Regions from separate parts of the Mus musculus genome. Here region 2 is linked to region 1. A link is a contact called in public HiCAR-type data. All regions are on one chromosome and are shown on one strand. Each heading gives the region's core, a stretch centred on a gene start, on an enhancer-like site or on the middle of the called end of the contact. The rest is flanking DNA. Distances are from core to core; before and after follow the strand shown. Region 1 has its middle 36 kb from the start of Gm35913. Region 2 has its middle 21 kb from the start of Ephb3.

The links. HiCAR-type assays count read pairs that join an accessible place to other places.
Region 2: a HiCAR-type map of kidney shows a contact between it and region 1, with 3 times the contacts expected there. The contact joins two enhancer-like sites. A contact is called at or near these places in 2 of 115 datasets of contacts at active chromatin or transcription factors (embryonic stem cells and kidney) and 1 of 9 other capture datasets (embryonic stem cells).

Annotation. Positions count from the first base shown.
Region 1 is chr16:20,967,808-20,975,582 of GRCm38.p6, reverse strand. No RefSeq gene overlaps it. Among named protein-coding and RNA genes, the nearest start is that of Gm35913, 36 kb to the right of the region's middle. Within about 2 kb of position 2,927, at least 5 of the 459 cell types and tissues checked have an H3K27ac peak or open chromatin away from gene starts, as enhancers often do. A contact at or near this core is called in kidney, where this site is marked.
Region 2 is chr16:21,179,904-21,187,678 of GRCm38.p6, reverse strand. No RefSeq gene overlaps it. Among named protein-coding and RNA genes, the nearest start is that of Ephb3, 21 kb to the left of the region's middle. Within about 2 kb of position 4,983, at least 7 of the 459 cell types and tissues checked have an H3K27ac peak or open chromatin away from gene starts, as enhancers often do. A contact at or near this core is called in kidney, where this site is marked.

The sequences.
Region 1 (7,775 bases), core at 1,678-4,177:
CATGGAGGAGCTGCTATAAATGCTTCAGCAGCAGGGCCATGATGTGTCGGCTAGAAAGGTCCAATTGTGCTCTAATAAGTGCTCAATTTCTGATGGTCTCAGGTGACCCCCATGAAAGGGTCATTTATTCTAATAGTCTAAGCAGTGTATAAAGATTTAGTAATATTGTATATATAGACTCCATTCATTTATTTACTCCCTTTAAGTCCTGAACAGGATGATAGTTTTTAGTACCTGGCTTAACAACTGGGAACAATGGGGTGTTCCATGGAGAGTGCCCAGGCACTAGAATCCCTGCTTCCATAAGGTGGCTGATGTGTTTCCTGATATCTGGTTTGACCTCCTTTGAGATGGGACATTGTTTTACTCTTTCAGGTAGAGTTGATTTAGAGAATTGAACAATAATTCGTGGTCGATGGGAAGCCAGGCCAGGGGCTTGGTCTCAGCCCATGCTCTAGGGAGGTTTAGCATTAGTTTTGTCAGAAAAGAGTCATGCATTCCTAGTTTTTCAGTATCTAATTCTGTCATTTTTTTATTCCTCTGATAGGGGGCAGGTTACCATGATTGCTGATTGTGGGCTTCCCAGGCAGAGTAGCTTTGTTCCTGTCAAATATGATGTTGGCACCAAGTTTTCTTAACAAATTTCTACCAACTACAGGATGTGGACAGTCTGGCATTACAATGAAAGAGTATGTTCCTGTTCCTCATCCAATGTCTTGGATTTAAACAGGCACCAAAAACTACCATCCCATCCAGGACTTAAGGGAAGTAAATAAACTTGAAAACTGTTATGAAATATAATGCTGAGAGGAGTACCTTGGGCAGCCCATGACGAGGGGTATCCCTGAGTAATTTCCCAATGCAATAGATCTGGTGTGAAAGGGGTTTATTGGGGGAAGGTAGAGGAGTGAGGACTTGGGAAGGAGCAGAGGCAGATGAGTTGGCATGTAGACATACAGACAGATGGGAGAAGAGCCATGAAGGCAGAGAAAAAGGGGGCAAGTAGAGAACAGATAGAGAGAGAGAAAGAGAGAGAGTTGTGGTGTTACTTGTATCTGGCACACATACCTGACTGAGGTGGAAGACAATGGTGTAAGCAATTACTAGGTTCCTGAGGGCAGGTCAACAGAATTATCTGCAGCTAACAAAAATCAGGAGCTAACACCAAGATGCTGCAAGGCAAAACTTTTATTTTTATGGCCATGACAGACTTACATTTACCTCAGGAGTAGGAGAATGAAAGTGGCCCAGACCATAAACAAAAAGGCCTTTTTATGGCAAAAAAAAAAAAAAAAAAGCAAGTGATTTTAAAAATGGAATTTTGCAGTTATTTTTATGAACATAGGAAAAATACATGTTACTTAGTTTTGATCAGATAGCATGAAACATTTTATGGCCAGTCAATTCTCAGAACAATGGAGACAATTTGCAGTGTGTAACTCATAAGATTATTCAGGAAAACCAAACCAAAACAAAACAAAAAATTGAACAAAAAACCCAAGTTAACCAAAGTCTAACATTGTTTAACTAAGAGAAAAATGGAGTCAGCCATCCCTTAACTATCTACTTCTCATTTGATGGTCCAGGAATAGGTGGCCTCTTGAATGGTAATTTTCTCTTTAGTCATGGGGCACTGAGGTTGGGTCAGCACTGAATGGACTACACTGTCTGTCTACCAGGAACCAGATAGTTTTCCCTGTATTTTTCATGTGACCATGGGCTCCTGGGAGTTTATTTGCATGGAGCTCTAGCCCCAGCATTCTGACCCATTCAGATAGAGAATCAGTTTTGTTTTGTTTTGTTTTGTTTTTTCTCATCTGTCAGGTTTTGAACATTTTTTTTTCAATGCCATCTTTTTCTACAATGGGCTCACTAGTCCCTTTATAGCTTGGCCCAGCCCAGGGCTGATTTGGATGTCTGTGGAACTCCTAAGTGCCCTTGGGCCCCTGGCACCCTTCAGCTCCCTGAGCATGGCTACCATTATCCTAGACAGTTTTCTTTCTTTTCTCTCATCCAGGTCTCTGTCTCTAACAGCTGTGATCTATTTATTCCTTCAAACTCTGTAAGTTTTATAACTTTCTGTGACCAGGAGCTAACTTTGTTACAAAGGCATTACTAATAGCACAATGGTTCTCTGGACTATCTGGGTCAATGGGCATGAACTTCTGCTCTGCTCCTCTGAGGTGTTCTGGGAGCCCAGCAAAGGATTCTTGACTTTCCTTGGTCACCACCTCTGTAACTTTTGACATGTTTGTCAGCCTTTTAACTAATGCTCTTATTCTAGTCAGGAGAACCTGTTGCTAGGTCTCAAGTGTGTGTTCCCCCACCCCCACCCCCCACACACACCTTGATCAGTGGTGAGGTCCTACAAGGTTAAGAGCAGTATTTGCTTGGCCCTCATTTCTGCATCCAATCCTGTACACACACAGGAGCTTTTTCTGGTCTCTATCATGATTTGGTCTCTCTCTGCAGAAGCAAAGAGGGTACCCAGGAGTGGCTCACACTCTGCCCAGGTGGGCTGATGGGTGAAGAGAATAGCTTCCAGCAAGTTAATAAGGACCTGTGTCTTCTCTGAAAAAGAAGGATTCTAGAATTTCTAGTTATAAAGATCACTGGTTTAAAAAAGAACATAAACTACAAAAGGGTCTAGGCCTCTGTCTCTCTCCCACTGGTCTCTTCCCCCTCCAGAGGTTGGAGCCAGTAAGAAGTACCTCTCTGAAATGGAAGACAGCCTGGCTTGGGTGGGGTGGAATGTAGTCCTCTTCAAGTATGGGGAGGTCAGGACCAGGCAGGCAGGGGTGAAGGGAAATTGAGTGAGGATGAAAGCAAAATCAGGATAGATTTAAGGGACCACAGGCATAGGTTTCCCCTTTAGGCACAGTTGGATCCTGGACTGGGTGGGTGTAGGGATTGTAAGGTTTCTACCTCCTCTTCTGCTCTGTGGGAACTAGAACAGAGAGACTGATATTTTGCCAAGATTTTGACTCAGCCTTTGGCCCTCAGGCTTGGTAATTAAAAACAGATAAAACAGAAGAACCCTGCTTAAGTGCATAACACTCAGCCATGTGGGGGCTCTAGAAGGAGGGAGAGCCAGATGTCATGAAAGGAAACTGATCTGGGGGACCAGAATTCTCTGTGACATTCTGCCAGACTTTCCTGAAAATTTAAGGAGCAAATGACCCCTTTTGTGGCCATCCCACATCAAGGGTGGGTCACTGTAGTCTGCATAGGTTGTAGAGGTTTTGTGGTGACAACTTAGCTCCATATTCCACCTTATAGAATTCATAGGAGTGTTGTAGCATGCAGTCCAGGGGCAAGTTGGTTGTACTTGGTCCAGCTCCTGTTCCTGCAATTAAACTTGAAAACACAAATCCAGCAGAGAGTAGACAATAATATAAAGCAACAGTACCCCCAACATAGTCAGAGGAAGCCAAGCAAACTCAGATATATAGATGTATGGTGGCTGCCTTCATTCACCACCAAAACCAGAAGAACAAAATACTCCTTTTCTCTTTAAGATAAAAGTCTATGATTGTATCCAATCTTCCTATATCTCTATAAATATCCAGACTCCAAAACAAAACAGATCAATTTACCAGTGAGTCTGAGTTTCAGATGTGTGTTACCTGGCAGTTTTTACTGTGTTTTGATTTTAATGTGCACATTTTTGGTTGTCATAGTTTGAGATACCCAGGGCTTTTCAAGTTTGCTTTGTACTTGCTTTCTCAGGGCCTGTCCCCTACTAATGACTTAATTTGTGACAGCCATGGTTGTGTGCATCCCAATCTTCCAAGTCTCCCAGGGCTTATCCCTTTTGGGCTTCCCAGACATAGACATCCTAGTTTCTGACGGCCTATCCTTTTACTGGTTCCCCATGTAGGGCTGATCCTGGATTCCTGGCCCTGACTCTGGGTTCTCCCAGGAATTTCCCTAGTGTCTCAAAATGTAGCATTTAAATCCACTAGGGAAGACTAAAGGCTTAGATTCTATTCCAATCTAAGTTAAATAAATTTATTCTTACAACTAGCAGAAGGAAGGAGCCTTATACTCAAAAAGCATTCGGAGCTGAAGGGAAGGTTTGTCAAGGTGGATACCAAAGCTGTGCCTTACAATTATCTGTGGAATCCACATCTGGGCAACAGAATTGTTCTATTCCCCCCAGCTGTTTCTCTTTCCAAGTATACTGATAAAAAGACTACTTCATTCCGAAGCCAAAAGTGAGTTTACAAAAGCAGAAAGCAAATGATTAAATACCTTACAGCAGGAACATTACCCTGTTCCCATCTCACCTGCGGGCTGCTGGGTTCTCACAGGCATTCCAGGGCAAATGTCAATGGCCTGTAAGGATGCCTGGTACCTTATTAAGTTTCTTTAGCCATTATAGAGGAGTTATGCATAAATTTTTACACAGGTCTGAGCACTCTGGGGGAAGTGTCTCTAACTGACTGGGATAGAGCAGGCAATAACACAGTGCCATTAGGTTAGGCTGGCTGTCACATCATCACATATGGAAAAGTCAGGTATCATAAATTATTAGCTATCAAGTGGCAGCACAAACTGTTTCTTAACTCTTTGTACCCGAGAGAGCCATGAGAATGTGTGACCTGATTCTTTCACATGTCTGCATCTGGAATCTAAAGAGGTTACCATTGTCTAAAAGGGGCAGGTGCACATTCTAACAGAGATAATGCGCTCATGACCCGGTATTGGGCACTGAGGCACTGTCACAACAAATGGTAAAGAATAGATAGTACATTTCAGCACTGAGAGATGTTCTGGAGCTACATGGCTCTGAGGAACAAGGAACTTAGCCTAGAAGCAGAAGTGGGAGGGAAAATCCAAGGCAGGAGAACTGGAATATGCAAAGGGCAGGAACAAGTTTGCACTTAAGTAAAGGCAGGCAGTTTCATTGGCAGGCAGTTTGTAAAGAGAAGGAGGGGCTAAGGCTGAGTGATTAGAAAGAGAATATTAAGGCTGAGGGGAGAGGAGAAAGAAGGGATGAGGCAGAGAGGAGAGGGAAAAGGAGGTGGTTAGGCAGAGGAAGAGAACACCAGTGAAATATGCTGCATTCTATCAGGATGGGACAGTATGGAACTGGTCTTTACAGTCCCAGGTTAGGGCCTCAATTTCCCTGTATTCCAAAAGAAATTAGGAAACAGAAATTGGTTCAGTAAAATCAACTTGTTACAGTTTAGACAAAGGATGTGGAATCCTCTTCCCCTCCCCTCCAGTGCCTGGGCTATGCTACAATTTGCAGAAAACTAAGAGACAAAAGCCAGAATACATGTAAATGTGATGTCATGTAAATGTGAAACAGGTTAAAGAGCCTTTTCCTGGGGGAAGGAATGATTTCTCCACTGTAGAGGGGGAGGCTGGTGGTGAGATGGTAAAAGTGTGGTGAGCATATTTACCGAAACCACGGGCTAAGCGGTGGGAATCCCAGACACAGGAGAGAAAAGAGCAGGAAAGGTCTTGGCCTCATCTTGTAGTCTCTTTTCAGGCCCCACAATTGTGCTCACTCTCTAGTCCTGCACACGGGTAAACACGCCTTGACAACGTAAAAGGCATAGTTCTTATCTCAAAGGGGATAGGAGATAGTGACTGCACCTCTTAGTTTGGGCTTTATTGCTGTGAAGAGACACCATAACCATAGCAACTTTTATAAAGGAAAACATTTGATTGGGTCTAGTTTACAGTTATAGAGGCTTATTCCCCTGTCATCATAGCAAAAATCATGGCAGCATGCAAGCAGATAGGGTGCTAGAGGAGGATATGAAAGTTCTCCATCTGGATTTACAGACAGCAGAAGTAAACTGGCTTGAGAATCTGAGACCTCAAGCCTACTCCCTAGTCACACCCTCCTCCAACAACCAATACCATACCTCTTACTACTGTCACTCCCTATGGGCCTGTGTGAACCATTCTCTTTCAAACAACCATTGTGATGATACACCATGACCAAAAGCAACTTGAAGAGGAAAGGGTTTATTTTGCTTTCACTACCATGTCACACACTGAAGGAAGTCAGGGTAGGCACACAAACAGGGCAGGATCCTGGAGGCAGGAGCTGGTATGGAAGCCATGGAGGAATGCTCTTACTGGCTTGCTTCTTATGGTTTGCTCAGTCTGCTCTGTTATACAACCCAGGGCCACCAGACCAACCACAATAAGCTGGGCCCTTCCACTTCAATGACTAATTAAGAAAATATCCCACAGATTTGCAAGCACATGGCAGCTTATAAGCATCCAGTTTTAGAGAATCTGATGCCTCTTTTGGCATAGCTGTAGACACAAGGCACACACCTGGTGTACAGACATACATACAGCCAAAATACCTATACACATAAAATAATGTTTTTAAAGACTACTAGGGTCATTTGTTTTGTAGTTTTAATTAGGAGTATGTATTTCTTGTCATCTGGAGCTGAAAAATTAGCTGTAATTAGGAAGAGAACAGGATTATTGAATTTATCTTTTGGGAAGTGTTCCTTCAGAGTCAGAACACAGAAACTGTGGTCCGGAGGGGTCCAGGACTGCACCCCATTCTAGCAGTTGAATTTGTCAAGGTGTAAGAGTCATGTAGGCCATACCAGTTTTGATGGTGATAAGGGGCCATGGAGTGCAGCTGAGGCTTGGCACAGTGAGAGGAGAGGAGCAGCCATTGGTGAAGGTACAGACTTAGTTTAGTGGAGACTTCAGCATATTAGGGGTACCAGTACAAGAAGACAACTGGCCAAAGAGCAGCTGGCACGGGACAGAGCCACCTAAATCTGTGAGGTGAACTAAATGTGCTGTGGAAGGCAGAGCCAGAGAAATGGGCCTGCTCGTGCCTTAGGAACCCAGAGGATCATGGGTCTCAGACACCAGACACTGAGCTATTCACACTTCTGAGAGGAGTTGGGTTTGATTTGATGTGACTTTGAATATGCCCTGATTGTTTTCTTGTTTTCTCTTGTGGTAAGAGAGTATTTCTTCTAATTATTAGTATTAGTATTATTAATATTAGTATTATCATTATTATATTTTTTGTAAGTTGTTTTTTTTAATTAGGTATTTTCTTCATTTACATTTCCAATGCTATCCCAAAAGTCCCTCATACTCCCCCCCCCCACTCCCCTACCCCCCCACTCCCACTTCTTGGCCCTGGCGTTCCCCTGTACTGGGGCATATAAAGTTTGCAAGACCAATGGGCCTCTCTTTCCAGTGATGGCCGACTAGGCCATCTTCTGATACATATGCAGCTAGAGACACGAGCTCTGGGGAGTACTGGTTAGTTCATATTGTTGTTCCACCTATAGGGTTGCAGATCCCTTTAGCTCCTTGGGTACTTTCTCTAGCTCCTCCATTGGGGGCCCTGTGATCCATACAATACCTCACTGTGAGCATCCACTTCTGTGTTTGCTAGGCCCCAGCATAGCCTCAAAAGAGACAGCTATATCTGGGTCATTTCAGCAAAATCTTGCTAGTGTATGCAATGGTGTCAGCATTTGGAGGCTGATTATGGGATGGACCCCCATAACCCCATTAAAAAATGGGGCTCAGAGCTAAACAAAGAATTCTCACCTGAGGAATACCGAATGGCTGAGAAGCACCTGAAAAAAATGTTCAACATCCTTAATCATCAGGGAAATGCAAATTAAAGCAACCCTGAGATTCCACCTCACACCAGTCAGAATGGCTAAGATCAAAATTTCAGGTGACAGCAGATGCTGGCAAGGATGTGGAGAAAGAGGAACACTCCTCCATTGTTGGTGGGATTGCAAGCTTGTACAACC
Region 2 (7,775 bases), core at 3,734-6,233, 210 kb before region 1:
AGAGCAAGCTTGCCCTCTAAGTAAAAAATGTGATGCCATTTATAATATTTCTATTTTTGCCCAGCTGTTTTTAGAACCCTCTTTTTCTATCAGTTGAAGAATTGGACTAGATAAGCTGTGATATGCTTTGCCAATTTAAAAAAAAAAAAGCATTTTCACTGTTATATAAGACGAGGAAACTGTGTCTGTCTACTCAAGTATCTTTGGGGCTCAAAAATAAACAAAAGCAGATTATTATTTTATAGAGAATAATTTTTAGACTGAGAGAGCTGTGCCAAACATTTAACCTTCAACAGTGAATGCCTTGTCAATAATGAGGTCATTTGTATGCGGCATGTAATTCGGAGGAAAAAAAAACATGCTTTTCAGCTCATTCAGCTAACAAGAAAATTAAAAAAAGAAAAGAAAAGAAAAATTAATCCCAAAGAGCCAACACATACTATGCAGGAGAATTTAAGATCTCCAAAGTGGGTATTTAATTGTCTGACTTTTTCCTGGGAATGTGTGAGTAGATATTTCAAATAGGGCACTAACCACAGAGGAAAGAAATTCATGCACCGAAGTCTAGATGGGCAAACCACGGAGCTGTGTGATGAGACTTGGGAGGAGTGTGGGCAATGCACGAGGAGCCTGGGTGATGCCTCAGGGCATCCCAGGCGCTACCTCCTGAACTGCTGGTAGTACCATCACCATCAGAGAGGCTCTTCTCCCAGCATCTGATTGCCTTCATAGTTTTGTGAATCTTGTAACTTCTGAGCTTCCTGAGACCTGAAAATTTGGTTAGCTTTGAGTCTTAGAAGTCCCCTTCTCCTAGCAGGAAAGACTTCAGTTAGAAGGAAACATACATAGTAACATTTGCAGAGCCCATGTTATACACTCTCAATCTCTGACAGTATGAAAATGAATAAATACAGTATGGCTGATCCAAACACTTAGATATTATATACCCTTTAAATGGCAGCAGTGTTGACCAGTTTCTGTAAACTCCCAGCTCTGAGAATTCAAGCCCAGGCTCAGGCATTGTATCAGAAGCAATTCAATTTGTCTCTGCCATAGTTTCCTCATTGGGAAACCTGATAAACTTATATATCTGGAGGAAGAACTGAGTACAGGGGCTGGATAGATGGCTTGGTGGAAAAGAGTACTAACTGCTTTTCCAGAGGACCCAGGTTCAATTCCCAGAAATCATGTGGTGACTTACAACCCTCTATAATGAATTCTGATGCCCTCTTCTGGCATGTAGATGTAGATAGAACATTCAAATAGACAAAATGAGTAAATACATCTTTAAAAAAAGAACCAAGTATAGTTATAGATATTTTAAAAAGCCATAGAGAAACCCATTACTCTCACTGTCTCTAACATTTTTTTAAATCTATTTATTTATTTTATGTAAGTACATTGTATTTCTCTTCAGACACACCAGAAGAGGGAATCAGATCCCATTACAGATGGTTGTGAGCCACTATGTGGTTGCTGGGAATTGAACTCAGGACCTCTGGAGGAGCAGTCAGTGCTCTTAACCACTGAGCCATCTCTCCAGCCCCCTCCAACTTTTGTTGTTATCATTTGAGGCAGGATTTTTCTGTGTAACCCTGGCTGTCCTAGATCTCGATGTGTAGATTAGGCTGGTCTTGAACTCAGAGATCTGGCTTCCTCTGTGTGGTGGTTTTGGCAGAAGCATTACACGCAGGAAAGGTAACCATTCATAACCAGAATGAGTACCTACTCCAGTAAGAACAAAACAAAGTGGTCCATTGTGGTCACCCTGCCACTAGGTTGCTGGCTGGTCTCCTAGAGGAATGTTGCTATATCTAGGGTTCAGTGTTGGTCTGTGCTGTTGGCTGATCTGGCATTCAGCAGCTATAAACTTGGTTCTCTTGGGCTGGTTCCAATCCTTCTTAGCTGCTCTCCTCTGCAGCCGCTCTCTTATGGTTCTGGCATCTCAAATATCTTGGGGTTTCCAAGGCAACTTCAACTTTATAGCTTATTGTTCCAATGTCTGGGATCTATAGTGATCTTCCAGGTTCCTCCAAAGGGCATGAGTCACTTCTCCAGCTCTGCCCTCTGTAGCACTCTAGGCTCTGGTTAACTCCACTCACTGCTGCTGTGTTCTTGATGATCATCACATGGTACTGGCATCTCCAATATTCTGGGGTCTTCTGCTATAACTAAGTGTCAACAATAACCTCTCACAGTCTCTCTTCATGGTGTAGACCTCAACTTCATTGCACGACGTCTTCAGTCCTGGGCCATCAACTGCAACTGAGGCTGTACCTTCACCCATGCCCTTCCTTGGCCTCTCACAGTGTCAAGCCTCAGCTGCTCTTCATGACTCCTACATGCCTTCAAAACCAGTACCACCTTCGTGGTTATTATACATTACCAAGTCCAGCTGCAGCACAAGATACAACCTTGATTATCTCTGGAACACAACTTCTTTGTACTTTCAGTAAACACTTCCCAGAAGATTTCACCTCAGTGATGCTGGTCTCTTCTTAATCACTGCTAATTTCTTAGTTCCAGCTACCCAGCATCAATTGTCCCAGTAGTCCCTTCTATTCTTGATTCTAAAGCCAGAGCCACATGGCCAAAGCTGCTGAGTTCTGCTACTTGCTGGAGCTGGAACCCTTGTTCTATTACATTATCACCAGCTTTCTGCTTTCTACCTCCTTCACTGACTCTGCTTGGCTGTCCTGGAACTTGATTCATAGAGTGACCTTGAACTGAGAGATTTGCATGGCTCTGTCTCCAGAATTTGGAATTAAAGACCTGTACTGTAGTGGGTTGGCCTACTGCTACTTGTATTCTAATGCTAATTTGGGGCACCCAAGGCTGGTTGCCCTACAGACAGAGAGTCCCTGCACTGTAAGACTCTAAGTAACCCTGTCCCAAGTTATTTCTAGTTGGTAAATAAAGATGCCCACAGCCAGTAGCTGGGCAGAAGAGACATTGGTGGGATTTGAGTTTCAGGGGCTTGGGGGATAGAGGACCACAAGGAAGAAGGATGTGTAGGAGAGGAGGAAGGAGAAGCCACCACGGGTTAAGGGTCAAGAAATCAAGGCCCTGAGGGCTGCCCAGTTGGAGTTAAGAGTAGCCCAGGTGGAATACAGTAAATAGTAAGTAATAACTCGGGGTTATCAATAGGAAAGTACATTCTACAGCATGGAGGGTAGGCAGCTGCCCAGCTATTGTGCTGTTTAGGACTTATTGTAAATATAAAGGCTGGGAATGTGTCTTTCATTCAGGAACTCGATAACCAAGGCAGGGTAGAAGCCCTGGGCTGGAATTTTAAATATTTTCCACAACAGAGTACCAACATGCTTGGACTTAAGCTCTGTACCAGGCTAACTTTGAACTCAGAGATCTCCTTGCCTCTGTCTCCTGGGATTAAAGGCATGTACCAACATGCCTGGGCCTAAGTGTTTCATGGCCATTATGCCTGAACATCCTATGTCTTCCAGCTCCAAGATCTGGATCAAGGTGTGCCCTCCATTTTCTAGACTGTTGTTCATTTCAGATTAAACGTCCAAATAAAAGCAACAACCAAACAGTAATGATGCCTAGATATTACTATTCCTTGACCAACAACAAAATCAAACAATAAGCTTAGCTGGGTAGGATCTTGCTGAATGACCCAAGGTCACTGATCTCTTAATCTTTTTATCTCCTTGATCATAGGATTCAGCTCCATTCTACCTCCTGGTGCCCCTCTAATATTTGAACTATAGATTTTGTACTTTTCCTTTCAAAGCTTGCAAAGCTTGATCAAAACACTCTTCATGAGACTAAGCCAGAGAACAAAGTCTGTGCTGGGCTTTTTGAAGACTTCTTTTGTCAATGCAATTAATATAAATCCCTTTACCTTAGCAACAAGCAGACTCTTCAGACAAGGGTAAAAAGCAGCCACATTCTTCACCAAAACACCACACAAACTGTCTCTAGGCCACAAAATGAAATTCTTCTCCACTGAAACCTCTTGGGCCAGGTCTGCACAATTCAAATCACTCTCAGTAACAAAGTCTTCCATATTCTTACTAGGATGTCCCATTTAGCCTCACTTAAAACATTCCACTGCTTTCCAAAATCCCAAAGTCCACATTCCTCCAAACAAAAGCATGGTTAGGCCTATCACAGCAATACTCTACTTCTGGTACCAACTTTTGTTTTAGTTAGGGTTTTTATTGCTATGAAGAGAGACCATGACCAAAGAAACTCTTATAAAGGACAACAGTTAGTTGGGGCTAACATATAGGTTCAGAGGTTCAGTCAATTAACATCAAGGCAGAAAGCATGGCAGCATCCAGGCAGGCATGGCACTGGAGTCAGAGCTGAGAGTTCTACGTCTTGTTCTAAAGGTAATCAGGAGAAGACTGTCTTCCAGGCAGCTAGGAGGAGAGTCTCAAAGCCCATCCTCACAGCGACATACTTCCTCCAACAAGGCCACACCACCACACTCTGCCTCCCAAATGCTGGGATTAAAGGCATATGCCAACACTGCCCAGCTGCTCTCTATCTAAATTTTAAATAAACTTTGAAACTGCTAGAAGTTGGGCTAGATAGATGGCTCAGTGGTTAAGAATTATTGCTGCTTTTGCAGAGCACCCAGGACCCACATTAGGTGGCTCATGACCACCTGTAATTCCAGATCCAGGGTATCCAGACCCTCTTCTGGACACATATGCACATAACTGAATATAAAATAAATCTGTAAAAATTATTTCGAAATTGCTGAGATTAAATGTAAAGTTATAACAGTTGCCAAAAGATGGTATTTAATGCAAAGTAGACTATATAAAATTCAGTCACATATGAAAAGCCCCACTCACTGGATTCTATCATCCACAGGTTCAGATCAAACATATTTGTAGAAGGCTAGAGAGATGGCTCATTGGTTAAGAGCACTCACTGCTCTTCCATAGGGCCTTCATCATGACTTATGGTTATAAGTCTGTAACTCTAGTTCTAAGGGATCTGACAACCCCTACTGGACTTCTTGGGCACCAGGCACCCACATGGCAGATATACATATAAACAAGCAGGATACTCATACACATGAAATAAAAATAAATCTTTAAAAAATTGTTATGGAAATAAAAATTATGTCAATACTGAACCGACACATACTGTTTTTCTTGTCAAATCATACAGCACAACAATTTTTGAGGTATCATTGGCATTAGGTATCACAAGGAATCTGGTTTGATCTAAAACATATGGGAGAGACTGGGGGAGAGCCCAGGAAGAGAGAGAACTTTACTGTTAGTGGGAGGATGTGTGTAGGTTGCATGCAAATGCTGTATATCATTTTATAAAAGGGAATTTGCATTTAAGGATCTGCTGACTGTTGGCAGCTGGGTTCTTGGAACTGCTCCCCTGTAACTGCTGAAGGACAACTGCACTGTGGTAGGACCCAGATCCATCTGTAGCCAGCTAGTTAACTCAGTTACTCTTTAACCTCCAGTCGAGATGTAAGTTAAACTGTTGCTACCTTTTCTTCTACTGTACAACTCCAGGGCCTTCAGAATTATAGAAAAAAAGCAACTGCACACTGAGTTGTAACCTCAGCTTCCTTCCTTTCTTCCTTCTTTCCTCCCTCCCTTTCTCTCTAAATATCTATCTTTCTTTCTCAATCTCTTGTAGCCCAGGCTGGCCTCATACTTGCTATGTAGCTAAGAATGACCTTGAATCTCTGTACTCCATCTGTGGAGAGCTAGATACAGGTATTGGCCAGCATACTAAGTTTGTGCAATGCTGGGGATCAAGCCCAAGGCTTTGCTTGTGTTGGCCAAGCACTCTACCAACAGCCCTATCCCATTCCCCACTCTTGTCTCCTCCTGTGCAATCTTATATCACTTATATCACTTCCTTTAAGCCCTTCCTTTCTGATGCTTTGTACTTTTTAAGAAGTGCAGTCCAGGCACAGCTCATATGTTTTGCTGTTTTATATTTTCAGTACCATCCATTTTTAAAATATTGTCTCTGGTGATTTATTTTCTGACCCACAATTTACTTAGAAATAGCTCATTTATTTTCAAATATTTCAGGTTTTCTAGCTGTCTCATTGTTAAGATCCATCTTAGTTAATTTTGTATCCTGGTGTTAAGGTACTGACCACAGTAACTTATGAAGAGAGAGAGAGGGAGATCTGGAAATGATTAGAATCCTTTGAAACTTCAAAGGCCACCCTCAGTGACACACTTCCTTCATCAAGGCCACACCTCTCAATTCTTCACAAAGGATCTTTCCATAGGAGACAAAGTGTTCAAGCATAAGAACCTATAGGGGCCATTCTCACTGAAATTACCACATTGTCTCCCCAGTTTCCATAGGGATATGGCTATAACATGGCTCAAAATGCAGTTAGTAAAAGTTGAAATGACTTCACAATCTCAACATGGTTTAAAAGCCCAAGTCTCTTCTGAGACTCAAGACAATCTCTTACCTGTAACCTCTGTAAAAATCAAAAGCAAAACCCCAAATTATATATTTCCAGCATGCAATGGTGCAGAACATACATCACCATTCCAAAAGTGAGGAAAGAAGGCTAAGTGAAAAAAATACTTGACCAAAACTAGACCAATACTCTGTGAGACAATAGCTGTAATCCAAATCCTATGTCTCTGTATCTGGTGTCAGAGAGCTTAGGTAGCTCTGACTTTCCAACTTTGGCACCTGCAACACACTGCTCTCTCTTGGGCTAGCTCCATTTTCTCTATGAAGCTATCCTTTGTAGCTTGTCATGGCTCTGGTATTTTCAAAATCTTGGGATCCTGATGCAAACCAGGCTTCCCCTTCATGGCTTCACATGGTGACCTCTCAGAGATTCCCCCATCGAATATTTGGCCTCAGCAATTCTCCTTAATCATGAAAGAAGATTCCACAAACTCCTTCACTCACATATCCTTCATGAGTCATGTCTTGGAAGCTTTCTTCTGTGACTTTTAGGATCAGAACATTTTGCAGACCTATCCTGAAGTAAGAATTTCCAGTTTTTTTTTGGAGACTCCATTGTGTCATGAGATGGGTTTTCTGGAAACTGCCTTGTGAGGGGATGTTTTGCTGAGAACAGACACATGGTATTTTTCTGGAAGCTGTCTAGTGAAAGGGCATGTGATGTTTGGAAAGAGTGTAAGTGTAACCCAACAGACAGTGGATCATGCTCAGGCATTGGTTCGCCTTGTTTTTATAGTTGATCTTTGCTCGTCATGACTTCTGTGGTGGTTTGAATACGTTTGGCCCAGGAAGTGGCACTATTTGGAGGTGTGACCTTGTTGGAGGAAGTATGTTGCTGTGGGCATGGCTTTGAGACCCTCCTCCTAACCACGTGGGAGCCAGTATTCTAGCAGTCTTCAGACAAAGATGTAGAACTCTCAGCTCCTCCTGCACCATGCCTGCCTGGATGCTGCCATGCGCCCACCTTGATGATAATGGACTGTACCTCTGAACCTGAAAGCCAGCCCCAATCCAATGTTGCCCTTATAAGAGTTGTCTTGATCATGATGTCTGTTCATTGTAGTAAAATCCTAACTAAGATAACCTTATAGAAAGAAACTTCTGGCGGTGTTCTGGCTGCTTCTTGCCACTTGAGCAGACTCAAGCTGATTGGCAGAGTCTTGTGGTATCTTCTGGACAGAGCCACTGCTGCTCATTCGTGTTTGGTGTTTTGCAAGTAGACTGGACTGCTGACAACAAAGATTGGAATTGCCGCAAAGAATTTGTCTTAGTTAGGGTTTTACTGCTGTGAAGAGACAGCATGACCAAGACAACTCTTT